3 separate regions of the Mus musculus genome follow, and regions 2 and 3 are each linked to region 1. A link is a contact called in public Hi-C data. All regions are on one chromosome and are shown on one strand. Each heading gives the region's core, a stretch centred on a gene start, on an enhancer-like site or on the middle of the called end of the contact. The rest is flanking DNA. Distances are from core to core; before and after follow the strand shown.

What was found. A called contact is a pair of places that touch in the nucleus more often than the background predicts.
Region 2: a contact with region 1 is called in a Hi-C map of cerebral cortex, with 1.5 times the contacts expected there. The contact joins the enhancer-like site here to the promoter of Dnajc6 in region 1. A contact is called at or near these places in 2 of 15 datasets of contacts at CTCF or cohesin (CD8 T cells and the NIH/3T3 cell line), 4 of 484 Hi-C or Micro-C datasets (the N1E-115 cell line, brain, cerebral cortex and 1 more), 2 of 115 datasets of contacts at active chromatin or transcription factors (embryonic stem cells and neural progenitor cells) and 2 of 9 other capture datasets (embryonic stem cells and pancreatic islet).
Region 3: a contact with region 1 is called in a Hi-C map of cerebral cortex, with 2.8 times the contacts expected there. The contact joins the enhancer-like site here to the promoter of Dnajc6 in region 1. A contact is called at or near these places in 8 of 484 Hi-C or Micro-C datasets (CD4 T cells, cerebral cortex, embryonic stem cells and 2 more), 3 of 115 datasets of contacts at active chromatin or transcription factors (all in embryonic stem cells) and 4 of 9 other capture datasets (adipose tissue, embryonic stem cells, liver and 1 more).

What each region holds. Positions count from the first base shown.
Region 1 is chr4:101,549,015-101,552,678 of GRCm38.p6, forward strand. Dnajc6 (DnaJ heat shock protein family (Hsp40) member C6) reads left to right here and starts at 1,580. Exons shown (of 19, transcript NM_001164583.1): 1 at 1,580-1,841. The coding sequence starts at 1,655. It overlaps Gm36012 (predicted gene, 36012), which reads right to left and starts at 2,187. Exons shown (of 2, transcript NR_168609.1): 1 at 2,122-2,187.
Region 2 is chr4:101,587,197-101,590,860 of GRCm38.p6, forward strand. The region is part of intron 1 of Dnajc6 (DnaJ heat shock protein family (Hsp40) member C6); the gene reads left to right. Among named protein-coding and RNA genes, the nearest start is that of Gm36012, 38 kb to the left of the region's middle. Within about 2 kb of position 1,920, at least 27 of the 459 cell types and tissues checked have an H3K27ac peak or open chromatin away from gene starts, as enhancers often do. A contact at or near this core is called in cerebral cortex, where this site is marked.
Region 3 is chr4:101,514,272-101,517,935 of GRCm38.p6, forward strand. It overlaps a transcript of Dnajc6 not described here. Among named protein-coding and RNA genes, the nearest start is that of Dnajc6, 34 kb to the right of the region's middle. Within about 2 kb of position 1,735, at least 11 of the 459 cell types and tissues checked have an H3K27ac peak or open chromatin away from gene starts, as enhancers often do. A contact at or near this core is called in cerebral cortex, where this site is marked.

The DNA of each region.
Region 1 (3,664 bases), core at 330-2,829:
ATTCTGCTTCTGGCCTTACTGCACCTCAGCAGATGGGAACACACTGGACAGTTAGTGAAGGGATGAGAGGATCTAGCACCCCGCCTCTTGGACCTCTTCTGACTCCTTCTCAACCCATGAGTCTGTGCGATCTTTGAAGAAGAAAATGGTTGTCAAGCAGTTAGTTTGTTGAGTTTAGACTTATGAGGAGCTGGGATTTTCAGGGAATTTTGGGTTCCAGATGATCTGGATAGAAGGCTCTTAATTGCTGTCATTTGATTTTTGTGTCCTGATGTGATCAAAATAATAACAGCAAGAGACAACTATGTAAGCCAACAGGCAGGTCAGGCCGGCACTCTGCCTGTGCCCTGCCCCCACGCACAGCACACATGTGCACTCGTTCTTCTCCTATCACAGGAACATGCCAGAGTGCTTCTGAAAGGTTTGTCCTCTTAGTTTATCCAAGGGCTAGAAGAGGAAAATGATACTTTTAAGTCAACATTTTTATCTGGTCTTTCACCTGAGCTGAGGAGGGAGCCTTCTGAAATACTATCAGGTGAAAACAAGCTTTGGGTGTTTGCATCTTGAGACTGAACACAGTTCATATCTAGATTGTGGAGGCCTGACACTCACACAATGCTGGGGGACTCTTTGAGAATACAAAAAAGTCACAAGCGGACAGCTAGTCACATGGGCTTGCAGAGCCTTCTTCAAGAAGAGGGCCCTGCTGCTAATTAACTTTGTGACAGATCCCCTCTGATAATGGCTGTTTTTCTTGCCTACAACTATGAAAGAAAAATGAGGGGCGAGGCTAGAGGATGGAAAGAAAATCTGGTATATTTCTCTTCCCAGACATCCTTCAAGCCAGCTTGAGGAGTTGAGTTGAGGAGTCCTTTCTCCTTGTTCCTAGGTAAACGATAAGAAACCTGGAAGTGCACAGGACATAGTTGCTGAATAGATCTGGCCCTGGCTCCCTTACCCCCTTTAGCCAGCTTTCATATCCACAGCTCATCCCGTGCCAGGAGCGTGCAGAAATGCCGCTCCGCCTGCTCTGGGTACACAGATGGCCTGCCATCAACAGATTCCTTTTCCCCTCCTACTGGAGTTACAACCCAGTCCACCAGGTCGATCAACCCAGGCGTCTTTCACTTCCAACAAAGACCAGCTGAGTTACATGAAATGGGCGTGCCTGGCTCTCTCTCCAAGGGTGCTGGTCTCCAAGACACCTTCTCCCCTTTTTTTCCTGAAGCACGGCCGCGCTGACACACCCCTCCCTCCGCGTTGTCGTGGTCCCCTCCCCATCCCGCCCCGCCCCGTTTTCCGCTTTCAGCCTCCCTCCCTACGACTCTCCCCTCCTTTACTCTCTTCTGTTTATTCCCTCCCCCTCCAGCCACTCCGGGAGCTGCCCGGCTTTTGCCCGGCTACACCTACACTTCCTCGGGCGCTGTCCAGCCTACGGGTGGCCGGGGCCGGTTGGGTGCGCTGTGCCCGGGGCGGTGGCTGCAGAGCCCTTCCTGGTGGCCGCTCCCTTCTTTCCCTCCTCTTCGCGTCATGTCGGGCACTTGATTATTATTGTTATTTTTTTTCATCCCTCTCTTAGTCTGTCCCGTCTTCCCCTCCCCCTTCCTTTCCCAGGTTGATTTTTTTTTCTTCCCCCTCTTCTCCGGGCTTGCCCATGAGCCTCCTCGGGAGCTACCGGAAAAAGACCAGCAGCGATGGTTATGAATCTTTGCAGCTGGTGGACAGTCACGGGGACTCGAGCGCACGGGGCGCGGCGGCTGGCACGCAGAGGGCGACCGCGGGCGCGGTGCGTAGTCCCGCCCGGCAGCCTCCGCACCGCGCCAGCACCACGGACAGCTCAGGTAGCGGCCGCTGTGGCTCAGTCCTTCGGCCCGGTGCACATCCCCGGTCCAGGCTAGGAGAGGCTGGGTTGTAGGCCATGGCATCTAATACCACATGGTGTAACGTCTCTAATTTCTTTGGTCCAGGGAGCTAAGAAACGTTAGATCCGTCTGGAGGCTCGGTGACATTAGCAAGCACCTCTTAATCTCCCTAGGCTGCTGAATGCACCAGCTGGGGGCGGGGAGATGAGGAAAGGGAGGGGAGGAGAAGGGAGGGAGGGGAGCCAGGGGAGGGTGGTACCTGGAAGCAAAGTGGCTGGTTTCTCCGCCCAACTGTCTGAGCCGAGGTGAAGGAGAAATGCTTGGTGCTTTTGCTGTTTGCAGACCGCTTTTATACCAGTTGTTCCCCTGATGGCTGCTGTTATTTACAATTATGTAAAGCTCCTCTAGGGTTAATGTTTCCTTTCTCCCACGGAAGGCTTTACTGGGATCAAGAGCCCTGTTTAACAACACAGCCCTTACACTTTACACAATGCAATTTGTTTCCTCTGTTGTTGGCTTTGATCTTATCCTTTTGCATGCTAAAATTTCTTAAAGCTCCTCATATAGGGAGTTGGTTCTAAAGTTTGTATCTGTGTTTGCAAGTCTCAGAAAAATGTTTTAATGAGTTACAGACCTCTCAGACTCCGTGACAGTTAGCGATTTGTGTATCAAAACAGTCATCCAGGAATCCCTGCTGTCCAAAGACTTGTGTAAGGGCTGTTTGTGTACTTTTCCAGGATGGGAACCACAGGGGCCGGCTCTACCTTTGTGGCTTTAATCCTGGGGCAGCTAAGGACTCTGGTGGGAGTCATGTTGGGATGAAACCAAGTAGGATTTTATTCCTTGACTTTATAATCACTTGTGGATTTTAATTGTATAATGTCTTTCCTTGGGCTATCATTTTCTATTTCCGTCTTCCTGAAAGTGACATGAAATACTATCCCCAGATATTTGGTTGTTCTAGTTTAAAAAGGAGTTTACTAGTTAAGCTCTGGTTTAAATCAAAGAGGGTACTGGTGTGAGGTTCTCTCGGATCATCTTATATACAGTTAACATTGTTCCTAGTGGACTGCTGTTTTCAGGGTCTGGGAAGTGATGCTATGCTTGGTTATTTGAGCTGTGCCTGTCTAGATCTATGGTACATGAATGCTATTTATCTTCTGGCTCTCCTTCAAAGCTTTAAGAGATTCTTGTACTCTGACCCATGGTCATTTGAGGAAACACTGTGCAGAGAAAGCAGCTCCATATGAGGAATGTGAAGACAGGAGTCCACGAGTGGTTTCTCAACAATCATTTCAGGAGTGGGATTTGTTTTTTTTTTTTTTAAGTATTGTTACAATATAGAAGAAACACATTTTTATGGGAAAAAATGTATTTCCTGGGCCAAGTGATGTCCAAACACAGGATTAAAGTAGAGAATAGAGTCTTTTGGGCCTCTGGTGGGTTATCATTTGGTAGGGACAGCCATTCGAACACAGAAGACTTAGTTAGGTCCTATAGTTCTGAGGACTGGCCTTTTCTCCCCCTATCAAATCAGGTTTTTCAGTAGGTGGAGAGAACAATGAAATGCCTTGTGAAACTGTGGGGGTGGGAAGAAGATACAGTTATGGTTAAAGTACTGTTGCCAGGTGTCTCTTCAACTTCATGGAACTCGTGCTGTTTCCAGAGCCCCCTCCCCCATCCCTCTTCGAGGCTCCCTGCCACGTCTCCAGCATCTGCTGAGGGGAGTGCCTTGGCTTGGCTGCAGCTGGCTGGTACAACTGACGACTGGATGCATATTTTCGACTGAGAACATAGTTTAA
Region 2 (3,664 bases), core at 670-3,169, 39 kb after region 1:
ATGAGGAACCACAGTACAGGGTCGCAGCATCAGAAAGGTTGAGAAGCACTGTTCTAAGTGCTCATCTAACAGATTATAGGCACATATCACAGCTACCACCTCTACTACCCTCAGTTCCCTATTCTGTCCTCAAGTTTATTTAACAAAATTTCCATCCCTATTTTCTACTTTCAATTCTAGAATCTCCCCTCTCCCTCTCCTCCCCCATTTCTTTTTCAAGACTTTTTTCTCTTCCGTTCTCTAAAGATATTTATGAACTTTAAAGTATATGTTAGCTAATTCCAACACTGGGAGCATCTTACGGTCTATTTCTTGGAGCTTTTTTTATTGCCGACTGACTAAGCTCAAACAGACACCACATGAATAGTGTTTCACGTGAGGCTTCATTGGGTAGAGTTTGGGTTGCCAGTTGTAGCCTGGTTTCAAACTTGGGGCTCGATGTGGCTTTCATCCACACCATATTTCTTCTACTACTACTCTTATCTCTTCCCCATCCATTGCCCTAGATGTCTTGGAACTCACTCTGTAGACCAGGCTGGCCTCAAATTCAGACATCCTTCTGCCTCTGCCTCCCGAGTGCTGGGATCAAAGGGATAAGCTGCCATGCCTGGATTTGTTTGTTTGGTTGGTTTTTTAAAAATTTAATATTGTAGATCCTCTTCTGAAAGAATGGCTAGTATTGGTTTTCAATGAACTCTTCCTATCTATTTTATGGTCCTCTCCATCAAACATTAGTATCCCATATGTTTACTGAGCCCTTACTGTGTGCCAGGTCCTCTATGCCCCTAGGGAGATGTGAAAAAGTGTGAAACTGGCTCTCTGTTACTGGAGTGCTGGAGGTAGGGGAGTTGAGTCAATTTTATGCAAATCAGTCCTCTCTGAGTCCTGGGGTGGAGTTGCAAAGTAATGTGGGAAATGGCATGGGGGGACATGAGAGACAAAGACACTCACAAAAGGAGGCAGGGTTGGGAGGTAGGTAATAACTGAAGCCTTTGGAGCCAACCCTCTGTGAGGTTCTGTCAGTATCATTCCTAAACCTAAGCAGAGGCCAGCTTTTCCTACAGAGATGCTGTTTTCTTTCTGATGCTGTGATAAACCTGAAGTAATGTGTCGAGGAAAGGGTCTATTTCAACTTTCAGATTACAGTCTATCATTGCGGGAAGCCAGGGCAGGAGCCCAAGGCAGGACCGTGGAGGCAGGAGCTGAAACGGAGTCTGTGGAAGACGCTGCTTGCTTGCTTCTGGTTCACATTCAGTGACCCAGGCCCACAGTCCTGTGAATGTTCCCACTCACAGTAGGAGTACTAATTCGCAATCAAAACAATGCCACAAGAGTTGTCCAAAGGCCAATGCAATGAAAGCAAGTCCTCACCCGAGGTTCCCTCTTCCCAGGTGTGTCATGTTGACAACTGACGCTTGACTACTTCAGGTGCTTATGCCCATGTGCATACTATGAGGGTCTGATTTTGTAGTTTATGGAAACTTCTTAATAGAGTGCCTAGATTAGCTAATAGGAAGTCTTTCTATTATAATATATTATAAAAATGATGCCATCAAAGGGTTTTGGAACTGGAGAGGACTTAGGAAATCATGCAATTCATTCCCATAGTTTATATTCCCATAAGTCACATAATATTTCAAAACTGGTGATATCAAATCCATGTCCTAGTGTCAAATCTGAATGCGAGTGTTCTACCAGTAGCTTATAATATGTGCCCCATGCCAGAGCTCTACAAAATGGCGAGCAGAACCTCAGAGATGCAGAAAGTTCTGCTTCTGTGAATCGGTGTTGCTTCTGAATCCTCGCAGTGAAGACTTCCCATGCACAGCATCTAGAAGTTCCCTGCTGTATCACTCTCCAGTCTGGCTGTTCCAGCTATGAGTCAGAACAAAGTGGCCCTTTGTGATGCCGGCTGCATTGGTCATGGCTTTCTCCACAGCCTCTGCTCACTGTTATTTACTGGGTGCTCACAATATGGCTGGGCGTCAGCTGAGAGCAGACGTTAGCTCCCACAGTCCTCCCACAGCTGCACGTGGGTGCTTCTTTCCCGAGGGTCAGGGGACTGTTATATAGCAGCTGTAGGCTGCATGCCCTTCTAGTTGCAAAGTAAGATCTGAACCTACTCTGACTAATAAGCAGCCTGCATTTTAATACTGACAGCTTTGTTGAGTCCCTGCCTCCTTGTTTGGCATAGGGAGCATCAAATACTTTTTGCACAATTTTACTTATTTATTTTTCTATGTGACAAACTCATGTCATGTGCTTAGATGCCTGTGCTCTCTGGCTGACTTGCTGTTGTAGGCAATCCCTGGCATCACTTACTATAATACCTGAATTTCTAAGGATGCAATTTAAAATTTCTGATCGTGTTAAAAAAGATTTATTCCTTCAAATCGTCAATATATGTGGTCTCCTTTTATCCTATTGATAATATGAGGCATGCAGGAACGTTTTTGTTTCGAGTTGGTATCATTGGAAGGGAATAAGGAACCCTAGGGGAATATGATGATATGCTCCAGCTTATATGGGCTTTGAGTAGGAAGACCCACCCTCAAGTCTAAGCCATCTTTCCCCAGAGTTCATATTCTCCCCTTGAAAGCTCCCTGGAGTAGGCTGAATGGGGAGCAGTGGTTCTGGAGGCCAAAGCAGTAGGCTGTTTAATAAGGAGTCTTATTATTATGCCTACATGACCTATTTGTTTAATTGTTGGGAAATCAAGACTGAAATATCTGTACCTTGGGATAAGGAAGCCTTTTGTGGCAACGGCACTGGACTCTTTGCCTTTGGCCAAGCTTAGTAGCGAAGGCATGGTTTATTGTTGGGACAGGAGCTGGCAGTGCACGCCAAGGTGCTTTGTGGTCTTGGATTTCATCCCCACACCTACCAACTTTGTGAATGTCAGGTGACAAGTGTATCATGGTCACACTTACACACACACACACACACACACACACACACACACACACACACACAGGAAAATGGCCCTCGTGAAACGAATGTGAACATGACCAGATTTCTATTAGTGACATTGGTTTTATCAGTGTTACCTAACAAGCTGGCTGGCCTTGAATGGTAACAGTTACTAGAACCAGGGATAGAACTTTCTGGAAAGAAGACAGATGGAAGATGCTGGGGAAGTGTCTTTGTGGAAGACTGGAAGACTTGCTGAGGGGGACTGATGGCCCCAGGTCTGTGATTGTTGCCAATTGTTCCCTGCCATTACTTCTCTATCCTTAAGGTCCTGGACTCTTAGATGGAATCTCAGCAGAAGGATGCTCAGCCCGCTTGCAGTTAGAGAGCCATAGGTGCGGCTAGAAGGTTGGGGTGAGCAGGGTTGCTTCTCAGAGGCCATTGAAAGACTTCTGTTAGAACTGTTAGGCGCAGAAGGGCCCCACAGTTGTTTAGTAGGCATGTACTGAGCTATAGTAGTAAAGCACTTGGTTATTGTTCTTACTTTATATGGGCTTTTTAACTGTGAAGCTGTGAGGTATGGAAAATCTAGAAAATTCAGTCATTTAAAGACCCCCTCCCCCCCAAAAAAATCACTTTATAATTCGATGTCTTTTGAAAATGTAGTGGGTAAAAGGCTGGGCTCTGGAACAGTGTGGCTGGCTGCAAACCCTAGCACAGCGGCCGTGGGAGCTTGGGTAGGTTCCTGGTGGGT
Region 3 (3,664 bases), core at 485-2,984, 35 kb before region 1:
CCTTGCTGCCAAGCTTGATGGCCTGGTTTGACTCTTGGGACCCACGTGATAGAAGGAGAGAACACATTTTCATTTGAAGCTGTAATTCTCCCTTTGAGCCTGGCTGTTATAGATGCTGCAAGTATTGTGTCATAATTAATTTTTTATAAACTATTTAATAACTTCCATTACATCTTTTTTTTTTAATCCAGAGGGTCATATAGAAGTGCACTTCATTACCAGGCAACCGAGTGGTTCTGTCTAGTTATTTCTTTGCTATTGACTTCTAGTTTCTTTCTACTGTAGTAAGAGGAAGGACTGTGGATATAGTTCTTTTTAGAAAAAAAATTTGAGTTTTTTCTACTGTATATATGGTTGTCTTACATATTTTTTTAGTGTGTATATACTTTGTATGCACTTTAAAATAATATGCACACTAACGTTGCCTAGTTTAGCTATGTTGGTTATTTCATTTTTTTCTTAAAATGCAAAGATTTATTTTTATGTATGTGTATGTATCTGTGTGAGTGAATGCCATGTGTGTCCAGGTGCCCCTGGAGACAAAGTGTCCATTAGATCTCCTGGAGCTGGACTTACAGGGTTGTGAGCTGATGTGGGTACTGGGAACTGCACTTGACCTTTGGAAGGGCAGGATGCTCTTTTAACTCTGAGCCACCTTTGCTCACTTCTTTGAGATAGAGTCTTGTTCTGTAGCCCAGGCTAGGCTAGAACCCACTGTGTAGCCCAGGCTGTCCTTGGACTCATAGCAGTCGTCGTGTCTCAGCTTCCCCAGTTGGGATTGCCGGCATGAGACGCCTTGGCCTGCCTGCCTTGGCATTTCTCTCTGGTGTTGCCATAAAGCCTGGCCCAGAACTTGCTGTATAGCCCAAGCTGGCCTTGAAGTGATATCAGTTCTTCTGCCTCTGTCTCCTGGTTGTTAGGATCACAGTTGGGAGCTGACATTCTCATCTTGTCTTTGCCTTTTGAAGGTAGTGCCACTGGGTGTGTGTAATTCTGGGAGAGGACAAGAATGGCACGTATTGTGGAGGCTGAGCTGGGAGAGAAGCCAGAAGTTCAAAACTGGCCTGGGAAACAGTGAGACCCTGAGTCAAAACAACACCCACACTCACACAACCCCCAAACCAAACCACCAACAAATCCTAAGCTGGCAGATGTCTTAAATTTTTATACATATAAAATATATAAAATGTATATATGTATATAAGTTTATAATATGTATAAAATATAAAAATACATAAAATTGAGGGTTGTTTTTTGTTTTTTTGTTTTTTTGTTTTTTTTTTTTTTTTCTGTTTTGTTTTTTCCAGACAGGGTTTCTCTGTGTAGCCCTGGCTGTCCTGGAACTCACTCTGTAGACCAGGCTGGCCTCGAACTCCGAAATCCACCCGCCTCTGCCTCTCAAGTGCTGGGATTAAAGGCGTTCGCCAACACTGCCTTGCAAAATTGAATTTTTATTGGCACACTGACATTATACATAGCATTAGGGCTCCAAGGGTTTATGATCAAGCTAGAAGTTGTCGTATAGACTATATCCACAAATCTTTGCCAGCACCCAACGTGCATTTTTCGGGTTTCCTATTTTCAGTGCTGTGTGTTATGTTAACTGGACCCTGGAGCTTCCTCTCATGTCTGGTCATTTACTTGGGTCATTCTTTGAGCATTTGTGCACCTAACTCCTTTCAGCACAAATACATGTTCCGGTGGCTCTTGAATCACCAGGAGAGTAAGTCAGCCTACTCACGTGACTTAGAGCTGAAAGGCGGTGATCGATGGTATGCGGTCGTGGAGACCGCGGAAAGCCTTTTCATGTTTTCTATTAAAATTAGGCCAAGAAACAAACTGGCACTTCCTGTCAGTCTCTTTTGATGTGCGTCCCTACTTCACTTCGAGTAGGGAAAATGTGCCACGGAGGGACCCTCGGGTGCCACAGTGTGTAAGTGCGGTCAGTTTGTGGACGTACATTGAGCTGATCCTGTGTTGTGTTCACTTTTCAGTACATATGTTACACTCCTGATAAAAATTATAAAAGTGGGCCCTTTGATATGAAATGTCTCCCCCCGCCCCCAATATTGAGGTAGGTTTCACTCTGTAGCCCTGACTGGCCTAGAACTCAGATATGTTTACCGGTGCTGTGATTGTGAAACTGAGCCATCATTCCTGATGATGTCAAGCATTCTAGAAAAGCGCCAGGGACAAGGAAAGCTTGAGGACGGCTGATCCAGGCGAGCCTTGTCGTATGAACGAGATTACTAGGGAGTAACGGAACCCGGGAACTGCGCATGTCTCGGAGCCCACGGTCAGGCCTTCTGATTCTCACTCTTTATACTTTTAAATTCGCTGATCAGAGAGTGGGGGACCAGAGGATGTTCTCAAATTCGTAAAGCATCCGCATGAGTCAGCACCTTCCTCCTTTTTGCGGTTCCATCTTGTCCTCATTCTCTTCCCAGGCATTTAAAAACAGATACTTTTATCTCAAACTGCACCTTTGAGGCCTTTTAAAAATTACCCCCTTAGAATCATTTGATCTCTCACACACATACGCAGTCGAGAGAGAGAGAGAGAGAGAGAGAGAGAGAGAGAGAGAGAGAGAGAGAGAGAGAGAGAGAGGGCTTTGTGCCTGTGAAATCTGTTCCTCTCTGGGCCATTTTTAGTATGGGGCTGCATTGTTTAAATTTAGAAGCCTTTTCCAAGTTGAGGGGGTGGTGGTAGTTTGCAGAAATTGAACCCGGCTATGACTCCTGCTGCTGCAAGATAAATGGGAAGGAAAATCTGGGAACTGGTTTTAGGAGAGGGCCAAGAAAGGGACTTAGGAACTTGCCTTAATGTCACAAAAGTAGTGTGGCACTGGCCTTTAATCCCTGTACCCAGGAAGCAGGTGCAGGGGGAGCTGAGTTAGAGGCAAGAGGCCAGCCTGGACTACGTGACAGGTTTCAGGAAAACCAGGGCTACACAGAGACATGCTGTCTTACAACAAACCCTGTTGCCTGTTGAGAATATAGTTACAGTATCTTTTTTGCTTGGAAGCCCAGACTTTAAAATTAAAACATAAATATTTAAACATTAACCAATTATAAATAATTACTAAAATGTTAGCATTCAACATTGTTAGTATTAATATTAACGTCAAGATACTAAAATATAGTTATGTATATGCACACATATGTAGGCATATCCATATACCACCTTCTGTTAACTTTCAGTCACTGTGACAAGATAGCTGAGAACAATCACCGAATGAGAGGAGAGATTATTTTGGCTTACAGTTGTAGAGATGGCAGTCCTTGGCCTTATTGTTTTGGGGCTTTGTTGACACAGCGTATCATGATGGGACCATGTTGTGGATTAAGCCTAGTAACCTCAAGAGGGGGGGGGGCTCATGCGCATGAGAGAGAGGGGGAGGGGGAGGGGGAGGGGGAGGGGGAGGGGGAGGGGGAGATTTTCTTCAAGGGCATGCCTCAGTTGTCCAACTTTCTTCTACTAAGCCTTTCTTGCAATGGCTTTACCACCTCCCTAGGCTCTTAGCATATAGAACTTTGGGTCAGGTTTAATATCCAAACCATGACATATCTAGAGTACAGTAGCATGTGCATACGTGAGCATGCGCGCGCGCGTGCACACACACACACACACACACACATACACACGAGGCAGTGAGGTTCCAGGA